Regions from separate parts of the Mus musculus genome. Here region 2 is linked to region 1. The links are chromatin contacts, called in public HiChIP or PLAC-seq maps. All regions are on one chromosome and are shown on one strand. Each heading gives the region's core, a stretch centred on a gene start, on an enhancer-like site or on the middle of the called end of the contact. The rest is flanking DNA. Distances are from core to core; before and after follow the strand shown. Region 1 holds the start of Zfp956 (zinc finger protein 956). Region 2 overlaps Zfp777 (zinc finger protein 777).

The links. HiChIP or PLAC-seq counts read pairs in DNA pulled down with a chosen protein or histone mark.
Region 2: a contact with region 1 is called in an H3K4me3 HiChIP or PLAC-seq map of bone marrow-derived macrophages, with 2.7 times the contacts expected there. The contact joins the enhancer-like site here to the promoter of Zfp956 in region 1. A contact is called at or near these places in 2 of 39 promoter capture datasets (hippocampal neurons and pre-B cells), 6 of 484 Hi-C or Micro-C datasets (the G1E-ER4 cell line, Th1 cells, granulocyte-monocyte progenitors and 2 more), 4 of 115 datasets of contacts at active chromatin or transcription factors (the SCID.adh cell line, bone marrow-derived macrophages and embryonic stem cells) and 3 of 9 other capture datasets (adipose tissue, liver and pancreatic islet).

What each region holds. Positions count from the first base shown.
Region 1 is chr6:47,948,913-47,954,904 of GRCm38.p6, reverse strand. It overlaps Zfp956 (zinc finger protein 956), which reads right to left and starts at 1,515. Exons shown (of 5, transcript NM_178898.4): 1 at 1,323-1,515. The coding sequence starts at 1,346. Zfp783 (zinc finger protein 783) reads right to left here. Exons shown (of 6, transcript NR_027963.1): 4 at 5,886-5,992; 5 at 4,914-5,024; 6 at 356-3,927.
Region 2 is chr6:48,018,921-48,024,612 of GRCm38.p6, reverse strand. It overlaps Zfp777 (zinc finger protein 777), which reads left to right. Exons shown (of 6, transcript NM_001081382.1): 6 at 1-425. Among named protein-coding and RNA genes, the nearest start is that of Zfp777, 26 kb to the left of the region's middle. Within about 2 kb of position 4,397, at least 29 of the 459 cell types and tissues checked have an H3K27ac peak or open chromatin away from gene starts, as enhancers often do. A contact at or near this core is called in bone marrow-derived macrophages, where this site is marked.

The DNA of each region.
Region 1 (5,992 bases), core at 266-2,765:
GCTTGCCATACAGCTAGATCTTATGGAAGCATTTTCTCAATTGAGATTCATTCCTCTCAGGTAACCTCAGCTTGTTTCAAGTTGGACACTAGGTCTCTGTGACTGAGACACCTCAACAAACAGCCCCGAACAGTCACTACAGTGCCCTGAACAGTCACTTTACTGGAAGCTAGATCTTAGATGCCAGTAGGCAGTGGCAGAGAAAGCTGAAAGCCAGCATCTTAGTCAAAAGAAGGGGGGTAATGTCACCATGCATAACTGTAAATAAAATGCGGAGCTGTGGGGACTACAGATAAATCCTGGAACTTCCCTCTATCTCTAAGGTGGTCAAACAGAAAAAGCACTCAGGGTGTATGACATTTATTATATATTGTATTACCAATAAACATGAAGGTTCCTGACTATTGGTCAGAATGTGTTATATGTTCTAAACCAAAGACTGTAACGAATACAATTTTGTGACATTAAACTTCCCCCAAGATATCTTCCATAAAAAAGACACAGCAAAGTGTCCCACACAGTAAGATACTTGTCACTAGAAACTTCTCTCTTCCTCACTCCATCCTGAGGTCTGTGACCACTGACCCATACAACAAAATGTGGTTGGGAGGAGGCAGTCTTCACACATAAAGGTCAAATATCTTCGTCTCTCTGGGATCCTTTGCCACAAATCTAACACCAAGAAATGTCTTTGAAGTCACTGCAAAGCTATTGCTAGCAGGAGATGCCTCCTACCTTCAGGGACTGTAAATCTCATCTCAGTAGTTCACTCACCTGAACCTAAAACACGCCTACCCAACGTTTTCTATAACACTGATTCCCTAACTAGTTGCAGTAGGAAAGTCTTCCCGGTGTTCATCAAAAAACAACAAGCGAGGAAGTATGTATCTACTCTTAATAGAATCGAATTCAGGCCCGAAAGGCCGTGGAACCCTCCCTCCTAGGCAGGAGCTAGATTCTAGGTCCCAGGACCAAGAGGGCTAACTGGAGGGGGCCTTAGCTCGGGATTTGATCGGAGATGGCTAATACTTGCGAGATGGAGCAAAGAGGTCCTGGAAAAAAGGAGTCGTGGAGTAAAAACGACCGCAGCCGGTGCACCGGGCCCAGATATTTCCTGGTGAAGCTCAACGGCCGTATATTACAAATGATCAAACCCGTGGCAAAGGAGACAAGGACTTAATCATGTGGCAACAGACCTCCTAGTCCTCCTCCCTGACTACCTGGCTGAGCTCTACCCAATTTTAGGAGGTGGTAAGATGTCCTCCCGGCGAATTCAGGAACCGCTTCACATCCCCCACATGATCGGTAAGGGCCACCCTTACCGGTGCAGCGGCCGCCTCAGTCATGGCTGCGCGCGATTCTGCTTCGTCTTGTTGTAGCCGCTGTGTCCCCTACAGGCGGCCCTTCCTGGCCTCACGATACAGAATCAGGATGGTCGTCTTGGACGCAGTTGGCAGTTTGAGACCTAGACGTCCTCGCTGCTCCCGCGGCAGAAACGCAGGCCACACCCTCCACAAGGCGGCTCCCCATTGGCTAGCCCTGGAGGTTCCGCCCCTGACGGTAGAGAAGCCAGACTCTATTGGCTAGCTGGGAGCACAAGCTGCATAGCGTTCGCTAGCGTTTCGTCTCAGCCCCGCAGGTGTGAGCACTAGGTGTTGAGCTCCGTTCACCTTTGAGCTGTAGAGCCACGCCAACCACTAGGGTCACATGTTGAGACTCCCCAGAACAAACTAGGCCACAAACACGCAGCTACATTTTCCAGTGTATTTATAGAGCACCGATTAAGTTAATATTTCCACCTCCATGGTTCTTAGGGCCTTGTAACCAACCCAACCATATCTTTGTTTTACAAAATAAGTCATCAGAATCTGGGATCCAACGTCTTTGAGCTCAGGCAACCATGCAGCCTTTGTTCATTCTTAACTCAAAATACTCTTTAACCTGTCCTATTGAATTTCAGGTTAAATGCAGTAAGCCCAGTTGTGCATAATGGCACAAGCAAGGAAATCCTAGTAGGTAGATAGAGGTAGGGGAAAAAAATTCACTGCAAGCCCAAGGCGAGCCAGGATTATACAGCGCCTCTTCCCCCACCCCAGCACTTGGATTTGTGCTTCAAATATGAATACTTGTTTTCCAGAGAACATCTAAAGCATTAGAAGAGAGGCCTAGGAACCCCCAGAACAGCAACATGAGTGCTTGCAGCGGAGGATTAAGTTTGGGGCAGCTATACTGTCCACGTTCAGTCTGAGCGCTTACTGACAACTGCTGTCTTGCTTGCAGGGCCTAAACAACGGTTGGGTGTGCAGGCAAGTAACGTCCAGAACCATGGCTGCATGCCACAGTCTTGCCAGTCATACCCCTACCCTGGGAATGACGGCAGTGTCACCCTCTGCCTCGTCTGTGCAGGACTTCTGAGTGGCTACAGAGTCTGCAGGACTTTAGCAATAGCACAGCCAGGGATGAAGGCACCTGGGAGCCTTCATGTGCTCTGGTGTCTGAGTGCCAAACAAGAGAGCAAACTATCAGAATTGGAATCCATCACCCAGCTCCAGAAGCTCCACAAGGCTGTCCCCAAGGTGCTGTGACAAAGAGGCACATGAAGCACCCGCTCTCATGACTTTGAGGCATGACACTATCACCTCAAATTCCTGGTCTGGAGCTTGTGCTTTTGAAGGGCCCCTAAAGTACCAACTCAGCTGGAAAGTGAAGGAACTTCCACCACTTGGCAGGCACAAGGGAAAGGCCCTGAGACAGTGCAGGTCCTGTCCTGTTCAGAGCTGGGCCCTTGCAGGGCTGGACTTCCCTGGAGGACAGAAAGCAAGAGGAAATGCAGGATTGTTTAGCCTCAGGAATGAGTCTGCATGTGGACAGCCAGGTGGTGGCTCCTTGCCACACTGGGGGCACTGATAGGAACGCTCACCAGTATGGATACACTGGTGACAAAAGAGGTCTGAGGGCCGGCGGGAGGCCTTGCCACAGTAGGGACAGGCAGGCCAGCTCTGCCTCTTGCCTGTGTGCTGATGCTGGTGTAATACCAGGCTCTTCTGTTGCTGAAAGGAGTGAAGACATTCACTACAGTGGTAAACTGTAGTTGCTGGCCTTTGTCTCATGAAGGCATGGCTTGTTGGAGACCGGTGGCTTGTGGGCTCCTCAGGTGGCCAGTGGATGACAGGGCCTGGCACCACCACTTTCTCTGGTTCCAGTGTGGAGTGGCTTTTCCCTGACCTAATAGGCAAGCCACTCCAAGCCTCCTTGTGTTTCTTTTCTACATGGGTCTGCTAATGGATTGTCAGATTAATCTTCAAGCAGAAGCTCTGCCCACAGTCAGGGCACAGGAATGCCTGCTTCTGTGGCTGAGGAAGGATACAGGGTGGCTCTCCCATATCCTCTGCTGCCTGAGGTTCCCCAATCCGTGTGATGCCATCTGTGGCCCCTGGTCTTAATCCTGGTCCTTCTGTGGACTCTAAATACGGACTGGCTGCAGGACTGCAGAAGGTTCTGCTCAGGTTGATCCTCAGATGGGGCTTCTGTCTTGATGGTCATAGGAATCATTGCTGGTTCCAAGGGGACCTCATGGCTTCCCCTGCCATTCGATCCAGGCCTTACTCCAGGTTCAGGCCTCCCCTCCCTTCCCCAGTCTTTGTGAGTGCCATTAGATCAGGCCAGGGGTCCTAGTCATAGACACCACGGGGCAGGAGTGTCTCATGTATTGTTCAACTTTGCTTGCTGTCTTATGCCTCATTCCTGGAAGCTGAGCTAAGAACACCAGAGAAGGAAGCAAGCTGCAAAAGCCAGGGGCCAGGGACCCTGCATAGAGTCCTGCAGCACACACCTTGGTGGATTTGTTTGGGATGGGTGACATACAGGCAAGTCACTCCCCTCCCTCATCTAGGTCCATGAGTTCATTCTGAGACAGATGGCAAGATCCTAAATGTTATAATGAGAATAGTCACAATCTAAAAAGGATCAGGAGCCCATGAGTGCCAACTGCTTCCAGACCAAAATTAAGAGGCTTTGTGTGTCACATGTAGCTATGATCCTAGCACTCAGGAAGTGAGATGGGAGAACTGCCACAAATTTAAGACAAGCCTTAGTTACATAGTGAGTTTAAAGCCAGCCAGCTACATATACCCCACCTCAAAAAAAGGGGTGAGGGGAGGCTGTGGCCTAGATGAGGGAGGGGAGTGACTTGCCTGTATGTCACTCATCCCAAACAAATCCACCAAGGTGTGTGCTGCCCAATCAGCCTATGATTCCTGTGGGGTCTCAGTGAAGGTCTCACCTGATGCAAGAGTGTAACTGTGATAGTGTAATAACTGCAGGGACAGAGCCATGAAAAGCACAGGCTGAGGTGAGGATAGTGGTCCCCAGAGACAGAAAATAGAAGGTCTTGGCATTGAGCCCTATCAAAAAAAAATATAGAATTAGCCAGGCAGCAGTGGCGCATGCCTTTACTCCCAGCACTTGGGAGGCAGAGGCAGGTGGATTTCTGAGTTTGAGGCCAGCCTGGTTTACAGAGTGAGTTCCAGGACAGCCAGGGCTACACAGAGAAAGTCTGTCTCGAAAAACTCGAAAAACTGAAAAACAAAACAAAACAAAAACAAAAAAAACCAAACAAACCAGAATCCAGGTGAAGGACCTACACTGAAAGTCTAGGTCAACATGCAAACTGCAAGATGCCTGAGGCTGTGAATCTCGGTAGGCCACCTCACAGGGTTACCGTAGGACTGGAGCAGATCATATATGAACAGCCTTTCTATCACTAGCAGATAGAGTCTTCTATCTGCAGCATGTCTTCAAGCAGTAATTTTCCATTCAGGCCAGTTGACCACGGGCTGACTGTTACTACCAAAGGCCCTCTGAGCTTCGATGAGGCTCTGGCACAGTCACTAGTGTTTTCTCTTTTCACTCACCTGGCTCCACAGAAAGCAGGCTATCTGTGGAAGGGGAGGGTGGCAACTCTCCTCCCTCTGCAGATTCTTCCTCCTGTTTAAGTGATAAAGGGCTGGTGCTTGCTGGAATCCCTGTGAGAGGGAAAAATCTGATGAGCGCCATTCTTGACACAAGTATCACGGAGTATGGCCATTTCCTCAGCAAGCCCTAGACATACTCAAGGGTCTGGCAGGAAGAACAGATCCTCAGGCTCCATCTGGAGGGCTTCTGAGATGAGAATAGAGCTATAAAGGCCACATTGCCAATCCCATGTAGGCCCAGGCCGCCCCTCTACATCTGTCACCTTCATCAGTCTCAAAATAACAGAAGGTTAGGGAAGGTCCCAGAACAGAGTCCCAGTTTTTCAATGGGTGGAGGCATTCTCCTCCCGCCCCAGGTCTCATCTCACAAATTTCATGCATACAGCTTGAGTTTATACTGGTTGGATGGAACACCAGAGGAGAAGTCATGTGCTGTGGGGGAAATGCAGAGAAACCCCCGGAAGGAAGGCAACAAGGGTTAGGAGTGAGGTCATCAGTAAGAGAAGAATAAGAGAATATAGTAAGCCCAGTTCTGTGTATGACACTCATATTCTCTGAGTCAGTCTCAGAAAAGGACCAGCAGGAATCACCTGTAAACAGAAGCAGACACAGATCCTGGATGAAAGAGAAAAGTCAGAGTTCTCAAGTTTTCAGAAAGAATCCTGAGAAACTATAGTGTGCCAACCTAGTGCCACACTGGGAGGTGAGACAGAGACATGGCCACGGTAGAAAGCTCATTCACACTCTTCCCCTTACTCCAGGCAGATGGGTGTGTCCAGGCCCCCACAGTGCTATTCAGACATCTGAGCACTGAAAAGACTAAACCTACCTGTTCAAGGTTCAGCTCCCAAGAGCCTACTCCGCACAGTTCAACATCTGGCTTGTTGCTGCTGTCCAGCTGTTCTCACTTACCAGTGCCTGGCTCAGGTGGAATCATGGTTGCTTCCTCTTGCTGCTGCTCAGGTGTCTGCCTTTGATTCAGTTCCTCCTGGGCAGGGCTAGCTGGACTTGGGGCCTGC
Region 2 (5,692 bases), core at 3,148-5,647, 67 kb before region 1:
TGCCCCGGCCAGATGTGCAGCCAGGTGCAAGGGTCTAAGGCCCCTGGGACAGGTACCTCGGCTGCCCCCAGACTGAGCTCAGTGGGCGGGAGCGGGGCGCCCCAAGCCCTTCTGCTGTGAACCCTCCTTCCCTCCCGTCCCTTCTTCCCCAGGACGGGGTAGTGAGACCAGGTCGCTTCTTGCCTGCTTCCCCAGGGCCCCAGGGGGGAGTGCTTGGGCCTGGGGAACCCCTTCAGGCTGTTAATTTCCTTGACAATAAAATGGATGAAAACAATCTGCACGGGGGCAGTGATTTGGCTGCCAGCCACTCGCAGGCGCGATGCAGGGCCATTTAGTCGGGGATAGAACTTTCTAATTACCTTTTGGATACTGTGGTTCTATTTGATAATAATAGAGTAATTTTTAAAAGACGAGTGTTTCCTGTTTGCTGTTCTTGTTTGGTTTGTAAGGGGAGGGGCTAAGGTGGCCCAAGGGACATGTGCCCCAGTATTAGCTGACAGACAACCAAGTTCCTTTCTCAAACTCATTGTCTGCTGGATGATGGAGAAATAAGATACTGCTTATAAATTTAAAAGGAGTGATGCTGACAAACTTAAAGGAGAGAAATCTGGGGAAGGGTAAAAGCACCTGCCTGCCAGCCTTCCTGTGCCCTCTTGTCTACCTGCGGGGTGGTCTCTCCGTAGGTAATACTGTCGTCCCAGCTGCCCAGAGTGATCAGGGAGAAAGTGATGGTCGGGCTGAGAATGGTCTGAAAAGATGGTCCTATGGCAAAAGCTGGGGGCTTCCAGGGGGCCTGTCCTTCTCTGTCCACCCTGGAATGCCACTGGCAGAGGAGTGGAGTAGGAGTGACAGAGCCTCTAGTGTGGTCTGTGGAACAGCCACAAACAGTACCATCAGGACAGCCTCTTCCTCCTCCTTTATGTAGGGGATTTTGTGTGTATATGTGGATTGTGTGTGTGTGTGTGTGTGTGTGTGTGTGTGTGTGTGTGTGTGTATACAGAGGGCAGAGGTATCAAAAGCTCCTGGAGCTGGACTTACTGACAGTTGTGAACCACCCAAAATAGGTGCTGAGAATTAAACTCCTGTCCTCTTGCAGGCAGGTAACCACAGAGATCTTCAGCACAGAGCCAGCTCTCCAGCTCTAGGACATTTTTCTCTATTTCAAGTTGCTGAGAGGATGTGTTGGACACAGTTATAATGATTTGTGCATTTCCTGTCACCCTTCTGCTCCATCTCCAAAAGGAACTGCAAGCATATTATTATACTGATTATGAGCTGTTTATTTTCACATGTTTTGGGCCTGGAGGTAGCCAGAGGAGATTTTAGTCATCAGAAGGGACAGTGGGCTGAGTCCAGCGCAGCCTCCTGGAAGCCAGGCTTATGCAAGCAAAGTACTGGCTTAAGAGGAGAGCCTGTTGAAGCTAGTCATATCAAGTGACAAACTATTTAATAGGAGCGTCAAGGGGCTTTTGGAAGGAAAAGGTGACCCAATGTGGACTTTAAGGTGGCTATAAGTCATCACCAGCTAGTATATCATTCTTTATATGTAAAAAAAATTTTTAAAAGATAAACTGAGACACAAAAGATATAACTTTACCATTTCCTTGCCCATTTCCAAAATGATGGTTGGATAGCAGAGAGCTACCCAAGAAAGGAGGTAGGCCAGTCCCTAGAGCCAGGCAGAAATCTAGGGCAGGCACCAGCCTGGGTATTACATCAGTGTGCAGCAAACACGGTGTGTGGAACAGAAGGTAGCCTGCCCTGCAGGGGTCAGCCCGAAGGCTCCCATCAGGTGACACAGTCAGAACTGGATGTGTTGAATGGGGAGGATTTCTGTATAAGGACTTATAAGTAGGATGGTCTGAAGAACTAAAGGGTGACAGGAAGGCTCTTATGAAGAAGCCCACTGAGCCTGAGAAGGCTTTGTAGGAAACACAATCTAGGTGCTGGCTTCAAGTGGACCAGGGATAAGGATCTTGGATCCAAGGCTGTGGAATGTAAACACTGAATAAGAAATCATTGGACACTTGAACAGGAGAGGGACATGATGTCAGTGGACAATGCAGAGCAGATTGGAAAGGGTCGGGGGAGCATGTCAGATAGCTGGGAGAGCCTGCCAAGTAACATGAGAAGAGGTTACAAATGATGGAAGTGGATGAGGGGCCATGGGGAAGCAGAGAAAATAGTCCCTTTGAACACCTGGGTATTTGAAACTCCAAAGAGAGACTTTTGGAGGTGTTTGATAGTCACCTAAGATCTTTATTTATCTGGACCCAGGAGTTTTAAAGGTGCTCAAGTGTAGACAATGCATGTGGTTTAATGTAGAATCCAATTTAAGAGAGTTGTTTTCTTAACCACAAAGTAGCCAAAATGTACAGGAAGTAGGAAGGTTTAAGAAGCTGCCTTCTGAGGAAACCTAGTTTAAAGGAATCCAACCAAATCCTGTCAAAGCCTAGGCCCTTCGCCTTAGTTAGCATCCTTATCTGTTAAATTAAGTCAAGGTCACGTTACATTGTCCTGAGGCTTAAATAACAAAGGAAAAAATACCTAGCACAGACTTTATGGTCTTAACTAAGAACTCAAAAGCTTCCTGATTTTATTTTAACTTACACTGTGAGGTTTTAACTTGGTAAAGCTGGGAGATGGAGGTTGGCTTAGTAAAGCAAAGTTCACCAGGCTGTGCTGCATCACAAGCGAACTGAGTAGGGAATTCTTTTTTTGAAAGGTGAGTCATGGCAGTTTTAGAGAAGCCAGCTCCTGAGGCAGGAAGGCTGGTGGGGGAATTGCTTGCAGAGGCAAAAAGAACACTTTCAATTGTGAGGAGAGGACATTTAAGTCCAACCAAGCAGCTGCTTTGTGCTCCTGTTGTGACAGTGACATCTCAAAAGCAAGACAGACTTTCAGATTTCTAAGTCCCCTGGAGTTACTGGGCCCCATGTGCATAGAGGCCAGAGAGAGAAAGTGGGTGCTTTTTTGTTTGGGTTTTTTGTTTGTTTTTGAGACAGGGTTTCTCTGTGTACCCCTGGCTGTCCTGGAACTCACTCTGTAGACCAGACTGGCCTCGAACTCAGAAATCTGCCTGCCTCTGCCTCCCAAGTGCTGGGATTAAAGGCGTGCGCCACCACTGCCTGGCAAACTGGGTACTTCTTATCTTGAAGACCTGCATGTGACTCCTAAACTATGTGCCATTATAGCCACTTAACTTTTTTTCCTTTATCTCTATTGTAAGGCTGTTTCACCAGGATATATGTGTGTGTACCACATGAGCACTCTCGTGTGGATCACCTAGGACTAGAGTACTGAAGGTTTTGGGAATCAAACCTAGGCCCTATAGAAAAATAGGCAATGGTTATAACCACTGAGCTATCTCTCCAGCCCACATCTACTTTAAGTGAAGAATTTGAGGCATAGAGAGCTTATGTAGCCCAAAGTCACACAGAAGGAAATTTTAAACAAGATTTTTGTTTACTTTTCGGATTTTAGTGTTTTGAAACAGGATCTTAATCTCACTCAGGCTAGCCTCAAACTCATGACAATTTTTTGTTTGTTTTGGTTTTGGTTTGGTTTGGTTTAGTTTGGTTTTTGCTTGCCATAGTATCACTATATGGCTCTAGCTGGTCTGGAACTTGGTATGTAGACCATAGTGGCCTGGAACTGATAGATATCCACCAGCCTCTGCCTTCCAGGTTTGGAATTAAAGACCTGAACCATGTGTGCCTAGTTACAGTCCAGATTTGAACTCAAGTATTAAGCCCCTGAACCCACAATGTTCTTTTCCTGGGATTTGGAGGTTGTTGGAAAGAGAAAGGCAGTATGTCTGTTAACTATCTCCATTACCCCAGATTTTTTTTTTAACAGAAAATGAAGTTAGGGAAGGGCTGTGTGTGTGTCTGGACGATGAGTGTCCTGAGGATGGAAGTGAGCATGGGAGGTCCAGAAAACTCTGAGTCAAAACGTCAGGACAGCACTTCCTAGAAGGAGACATGAAGTAAGCAGCCAAGGGGTTATTCTCTCGGTCATCTGAGAGGCTCCTGGGGAGGGGGAGGGGGAGCAGGGCTTGGGTTTAGAACCTTTAAGGGTGCTTGGTTGTACAGCCTCATAGAACTTACTATGTTCTAGGCTCTATAGTTGAACAAAAATATGAGAAGCGAACTGCCTTGGCAGTGCCAGGAAGCTGGGAGCCATTCTCTAAAGTGAACCTTTGAGATCTAGAGAAGCCCAGGCCTTCAGGGAGAACTCTTTACCCAGGTGTCATTGACAAAAAAGGCCATATCTTCTATTTTCCTCCTCTCTTCTTACTGAGAGCAGTTTTCAACAGCCAGGTGCCTAGGGGAGACCTTTCTTGCTGTGCCCTGTGGCAGCTCTGCAGATTAAGGGATCAGGGACTGAGGCACTGTAGGCTCTCCTGTTGCCAGGGCAACGCTGAGTCAGGCCCAGGCCTCTGCATCAGCCTTCTGGGAAATGATTTGGCTTCAGAATCATCTTACTTCTTCTCATAGTGGGAACCTTTAAATTAAAATTTCTTCAAAATCAATCTTGAATTGATCACTTCTCGTTGGGTTCCTTGAAATGTAGTAAACACATACAATCTAACTCTTCTATGTCTGACAAAGAATAGACAGACGCAGGCTCAGAGAATCAAAAATGAAAAATGAAAAAAGGAAGGAAGGAAAGAAGGAAGAAAAAGAATTTAACTTAATACTACTGACAGTGGTCTTACATAAAAACTTCTGGTCTGAAATCATCACTCAGGATTTTATCAAGGATAACGATAATGACGTATAGCTAGCTGACTCTTATCATTACCAGGTATTATACAAGGCAAAGGCTTCTGTTTTATCCCATAAAAAGCTATGAAATTGTTACCCCTGTCCCTTTTACAAGATGAAGTTAAGCCATCAAATTCACATGGCCAAAATTTAACTGAAGTGTGGCCCCAAAGAATTTGCTGTCATGCCTCCCCATTTCAGTACAGATGGTATTTAATAAAAGAAGGCAGAACTGCAGCTCTGACCCTCGTGGGCACCTCAGGTAAACCTGGACATCTTCCAACCCTGTCACAGCATTGGGACAGTCAGTACCTTTTCCCTAACCAAGATCGAGTAGGTGCTGCCCACTCATTGGAAGAGGACTCTGAGAAGACGGCCAGTTTGCATGTTTGGCACAATAATGGCCGTGGTGATGTGAGCTACACTGTACACTGAGGTGAGTGAGAGGTTCTGTCTGAGGTTGTCACCTTAGAGGCCCTTTGTGCAGGGATCACAGCAGCAGTTGCAGGAAGGAGATTCCTATAAGAAGACACCACCTAGTAAAGTGCCACACACTCTGCCTGCTGCAGGACAGTGCTACATCCCTCCAAACATGAATAGGAACAACTTGGAACTTATGCTCTTCCTGACAGCCTCCAGCGTAACTAGGATTACAGATGCCACCAGGCCTGGGTCAGAATCACTTTAAGACCAACACGCAACCTGTCCTTTATTTACAACTACGAAAACTATGCTCACAAAGAATTAAAATTGACTAAATCCAGACAACTTCCAAAACTAATTTCAAAAAAAAGCAAACGGGGTGGAACTAGTCGGCATGTCTCAGTAGGAAGTTTGACAAACAAACTCCAACTCCCAGATTCCATAGTGGAAGTACAGAAAATCCTGTTCTAAAGGGCTGTCCTCTGTCCTCCACCATGGTA